Linked DNA regions of Sus scrofa: region 1 is linked to region 2. The links are chromatin contacts, called in public Hi-C maps. All regions are on one chromosome and are shown on one strand. The core of a region is the stretch at or near the end of the contact, and the rest is flanking DNA. Distances in the headings are between cores, read along the strand shown.

Evidence for each region. Hi-C and Micro-C count contacts between places; a contact is called where the count stands out from the background.
Region 1: a Hi-C map of retroperitoneal adipose tissue shows a contact between it and region 2, with 5 times the contacts expected there. The contact joins the promoter of CFAP58 here to the enhancer-like site in region 2. A contact is called at or near these places in 2 of 5 promoter capture datasets (fetal liver and liver), 31 of 47 Hi-C or Micro-C datasets (adipocytes, adipose tissue, alveolar macrophages and 16 more) and 2 of 2 datasets of contacts at active chromatin or transcription factors (alveolar macrophages and skeletal muscle).

Annotation. Positions count from the first base shown.
Region 1 is chr14:115,291,017-115,293,716 of Sscrofa11.1, forward strand. It overlaps CFAP58 (cilia- and flagella-associated protein 58), which reads left to right and starts at 1,370. Exons shown (of 18, transcript XM_005671442.3): 1 at 1,370-1,555. The coding sequence starts at 1,547.
Region 2 is chr14:115,233,183-115,235,882 of Sscrofa11.1, forward strand. All of the region lies in intron 5 of LOC100152209 (glutathione S-transferase omega-2), which reads left to right. Among named protein-coding and RNA genes, the nearest start is that of GSTO1, 28 kb to the left of the region's middle. Within about 2 kb of position 1,374, at least 16 of the 83 cell types and tissues checked have an H3K27ac peak or open chromatin away from gene starts, as enhancers often do. A contact at or near this core is called in adipose tissue, fetal liver and retroperitoneal adipose tissue, where this site is marked.

The sequences.
Region 1 (2,700 bases), core at 120-2,619, 58 kb after region 2:
AGGCTACAAGGCACCTTTGTGCCACTGGAAAATATTGTCCACTGCTGGGCAGATAAATTTGGGTACCCTCTGGATAGTCTCACAGCCTGTAGGTTCATGGCTTGACTAAGGAACAGAGTTTTGTGGGAAGGAAAGGATGTATCTTCTGCTAGCAGGGCACATGACATAGGCAAGAGGGTAGGGAAGCTGTTTTTCAGCTTCCACTGGCCCCCTGGCTGAATGTCTTTGTGTAGAACAAGTTGCACAGCTGAATTTGATGTCCCTGTGCCTCCCTTATGGTTTCAATAGTCTCATGCTTAGGCTATATATTTCAGAAGAGTCCACAAAGTACCATGGACAAGGAAGACCACTGCTGAACTGTTTGTGGTATTGGACAGGTGGAGGCAGCGCTGGTATTCAGCGCTTGAGAGATGGAAGTAAAATGTGTGGATGTCCAATATGGAATGCTATGTAGCTACCAGAAGCAATGAACTGGGGATTGCACCACCAAGTGCAACAGGGATAAAGCCTTAAAAAGAATGGTGAGTGAAAACAGTAGAAAATAAGATGATCCCTAAAGTCCAATACCATTATTACAATTAAAAAAATGCACTAATGAAAATACTATACATTTTTCGAAAATATATATCCAAGCACTGTAGCATGACTTCCTATGGAGGCTGAGGATGAGGTGGGAGTAGGGATGGGGATGGATAAAGGGGGAAAAAAAAAAGAGAGGAATCTTGCACGTTTCAGAGAACTCCAACCTTGCACTTGGAATCTAAAAGGGGTGGAAGAGGAGGGAGATAGTGAAAGAGAGGAGAGGGAGAAGAAAGGAGTCTCAGATACCAGGCAGATATTCACGACATGGCTTCACACACGTTTTTCCAGACTGCCTCTTCCTCTGCTCCCTATCTTCCTCACCACTAGTGACTAAACCCTTTGGGGGCAAGGTCTGTGTTTTCTCTGCCTTAGTGCCCCCCCCCCCCCGCGTCCTGCGTATAGTAGCTATAGTCATAAGGGTTAGAATTGACTCTAGATTATTTCTTGTTCCCCTGACCAGGTCACCAATATGACAGAGGGCAGAGTGTGACTGACGGTCTTTCCTAATTCAGAGCCCTCTGATTACAGACCGTCTTCTACGTATTAGTCCCCGGTTCTCCACTGACAGCTCCCAGGTCTTGCCCAGCGCCTCTTCTTTCTAAGATGTTTCTATCTTCAGCGCACAGCTTGGGACTCTTCCCAGTCCCCAAGAGGCACCGCCCTTCATCTTCGTGCTTCCGCCCCATTCAGAATATTTGCATACGACTCTGGGAAACACCGCCCTGGAGCAGGCCTCGGAGGCTCCACCTCTTTCGAACGTCCTCCGGCGCCGGCACAGGGCGTGGCGGTTGCCAGGAGACCGGAGGACGCGCCGCGCGCAGGGTTTCGCCCCCTTTTGGGGGGAAACAAGTAACTTGGCGCTGTTTTAGATGCTGGGGGCGGTGCATAGCCCATTCCTCAGACTCCCGCCCAGTTTCCGAGACCTCCACCGCAGCCTCTGAGGCCACCCGCAGAGCCCGTCAGGATGGCCGAGGTCAGAAGTCGGTGCCCCTCTCTCTGTCCTCCCTTGCTCACTCAACCCCTCCCAGTCCCGTCGTATCTCTTCTACTGTAGACTTACCTTCTGTCACATTCACTGATTTCCAGTATTCCCCCAGTCAACACCCTATCTCAACCTGCAGCTTCACCCCCCGCACCCCCGGCCCCCGGCCCCCGTGCCCTTAGGCTCCGGCCCCATTATCTTTTGCCTCTCCTTCCATTGGGTGGACACCCCCACCCCACCCTATTTAACTGGTGCTCTGCTAAGCACAGTAGGAAATCAGTAAGTTCCCAGACTCACACAAGAAAGGCCCCACCCCTAGGTTTTGAGCCGTTATCTACAGGAGAGATAAACACAGAAACACTGATGTCTTGCTGACTGGGAGGACCTGGAAGAAGGCTTCATAAATATGCAATGTCACCCCTGTTTACCGACCCTTGTCCACCTGTCACACCACAATTCCCTATCATCTGACCACCTGCTGTGACACATCTTCATTAAGCTCTTCAACCGGTCACCACTGCCCTGTGTTGTCACTGACCATTATTTTGATATCTTTAAACCCTCCATTTACTCCCTCATTTTGTAGCACAGCCCATCTTCAGCCTCACTGATGAGGGGTTAATTTCTGCAACCCTTTAATGACCCATGGGCTGTCCTGAGCCCTTGCAAGGTCCCTGTTGTCATCTTCCAGCCACAGTCCTGATCCACTATGACCCTAACCCAAATCCTTCATTGCTCCCTCAGAGCCCTTCCCCCACTCACCCATCACATAGTCAGTCCTAACCAGGATCAGCTTCGTAGTTTGTGCGGCTCAGTGAAAGATGAAAATGCAGAGCTTCTTGTTAGATTTATTAAGAATTTCAGCAGAGCATTAAACTAAGGATGGGGCACCTCGGGACAAGGGGCCCTGTGCAACTGCATAGTTCACACGCCCATGAAGCCAGTCCTGGTCCCAGCTTCTCTCACCACCATCATGCACCCACCTCTATTGCAGTTCCTTTTTTTTTTTTAGGGCTGCAGGTGCAGCATATGGAAGTTCCCAGGCTAGGGGTCAAATGGAGCTATAGCTGCCAGCCTATCCCACAGCCATGCTGGATGGGAGATGCATCTGTGGCCCTACACCTCAGCTCATGGCAA
Region 2 (2,700 bases), core at 124-2,623:
ACCTACACCACAGCTCAGGGCAACGCTGGATCTTTAGCCAACTGAGCAAAGCCAGGGATTGAACCTGCATTCTTGTGGATGCTAGTAAGATTCTTTCGCGGAGCCACGAGGGGAACTCCTCCCCCGAGTCTTTGCTGTTTGCCGCCCACGTGCTATGAGTGCATGTGCCCCTGGTACCATCTCCTTTTCACTGTTGGGAGAGTGCATGAAAGAAGATATTTGCCTGTTTTGGAAAGAAACAGTCTCTCTTTGTTCATTTAATGTGTATTTCTTTGATTGTTAGTGAAGTGGAAAATTTTCCCCAAAGTACGCCATCTCTTTGTGTTGTATTTGTGAAAATTGTCTGTTACCCATTTGTTTGTTAAGGGCTTAATGATTTTCCTTGTTGATTTTTTTAAAAAATTAGTCCTTATATATATAAAGGATATTGGCCTGTTTTTAAGACACATTTTTTTGCTTTAACTTATGATTTGTCTTTTTTGGTACATATAGAAATATAACATTAAAAATATTGTACTATAAGCCTTTCCTGTTGTGACCTCTTCCACTGTTTTTATACAAAATCCTTGGAGTTCTCTGGTGGCCTAGTGGTTGTCACTGCTGTGGCTCAGGTCACTGCTGTGGCTAGGGTTTGATCCCTGGCCTAGGAACTTCCACATGCCACAGGCGAGGCCAAAAAAAGAAAGAAAGAAAATCGTCTTCCTCTTTGCCCCCTTCAGAGATTTGATAAATATTCATTTATATTTTCATCCACCATCCGTCGCTTTAAAGGTATTTGACTTGTCAAGCCTTGCCCCATAGCTTTCCCCCCTACTGTCTCACAAGTACATTTTAACAAAGGAAGCCCATGAAAAGGATTCCAGGATAGAATTTTCAGGGTGGTCCTTTGACAAGTATTGACAAGTTGTGTTCTGAATCTTCACAGCAGACTCTGAGTTGAAAGTGATGACCAGAGGGAGGGGCGTGATCCCCTTGGATCCTACTTCTCGGGGGTCTTTCTAGGGAAGTGGTTTTATCTGTGCTTTAACTTTGTTCTATACCCTTGGTTTGTTTTAAAGGGAATCCATTCGTTGTTGTTAGCGCAGCCTCAGCTAGAGTATGTCAGTGTGGTAGGGACCTGACATTTGAAATCCTTATCTTGTATGAACTCAGAAAATTTCTGCCCTGGAGCTGAGTACTTTGCTTCTGCTCCTGGATAAAGGACTGCATTGCTGATGTACCTGTAGGGGGCTTTGTGTATTTTATTGGGGGAAGGGGGGTTTCTGCTTCTTCAGAACTATTTCCATCAAGAACAACCTCTTTCTCCTCCTTAGGCTAGGACAGCAGCACCTGCTTAGAGCCACAACACTGTTCTGGTCAGAGACTCGGGATTTGTGGGCAGTGGTGTAAATGACCACAGGCAGGGCAAGTGGCCGCGTCAAGCTTTGAAGTGCAGTCATTGAAGCTGCACCTGAGAGTCCAAGACTGTAGACTGAAGCTTTTTAGGATACCTGGTTTGAGGACGTTTGTGATTCGCTTCTCTTTATGATCGTGCGCCCCGTAAAATGCCAATTTCTTTTTTCCTTGGTGAAGCTCTCAGAGGGGTATCTCGGCCGGTGCACTTCATAACAATGGCCACAAGGAGGCCTTCTACGTGCGCTCTAGAGCCAGCCTCCTTTCGTCCGCCTGAGGGAGACCGAGAGGCCCGCGTAGAGGAGCAGCTGTTTCAAGTTTTGTTTTACCAAGCAGCCCCTTCCTCTTCATTAGCGTGCTCGGTCCTCATCCCCTGTCACATCTAAGAGCAAGAGAAGAATATGCAGTCATTTTTCAGTGAGCTGGAGAACAGAAGGTTTTAAAAATAGGGCTTTCTACTATTCCAGAACATCAAATGGCTTTTCCTAAAATGTCTCAATTCTTAAGCTGAATTGAAGAAGTGGTCACACTTAAAGGACCCCTGAGGGCTTGAAGCTAGAGCCTTGGTTCCCTCCTCTGGCCTTAGTGTGACCTCCTGGGGGATGTGGGGGACGTGGGGGACGAGGGTGGGGGTGGGGTGGGCTGAAAGTCATCATCTTGAAGTAGCTATTTTTCCTTGCTTGAGGATACCAGGGATAATAGCTCTGAGAAAGCTATTAAGCCTTAAGAATGGCCAATATCATTAGATGTGGCAGGTGGGCGAATTAACCCAAAACAGAGTTTTTAGGAGTTCCCATTGTGGCTCAGGGGTAATGAACCCGACTAGTATCCATCAGGAGGTGGGTTTGATCCCTGACCTGGATCATGGGTTAAGGATCTGGCATTTCGGTGAGCTGTGGTGTAGGTTGCAGACACAGCTCTGATCCTGCTGTTGCTGTGGCTGTGGTGTAGGCTGACAGCTGTAGCTCCTATTTACCCCTAGCCTGGGAACTTCCATATGCTGCACCTGCGACCCTAAACGAAAAAAAAGATATTGTGTGTTAACAGAACCACCACTAAGTGGGTTGAGGTATAGCCACAGCTTCCTGTTCTGTTTCTGATGACAGAACACCTAGGAAAGATAAGACATTGGACATTAAGACTGACAGTTTATTTCACCTCTGACTATCCTGAAATTTGTGAAAAGCAGCTAATTGGCTCTAAGCAAGGGGCTTAGTTGAAACTGAGAACACAGAAGAATGATTTTAAGTCAAGTTGCCTGAAGACCTTATCCATGGAATGAAACAGGAAGGAGAGAATTTTGAAAGG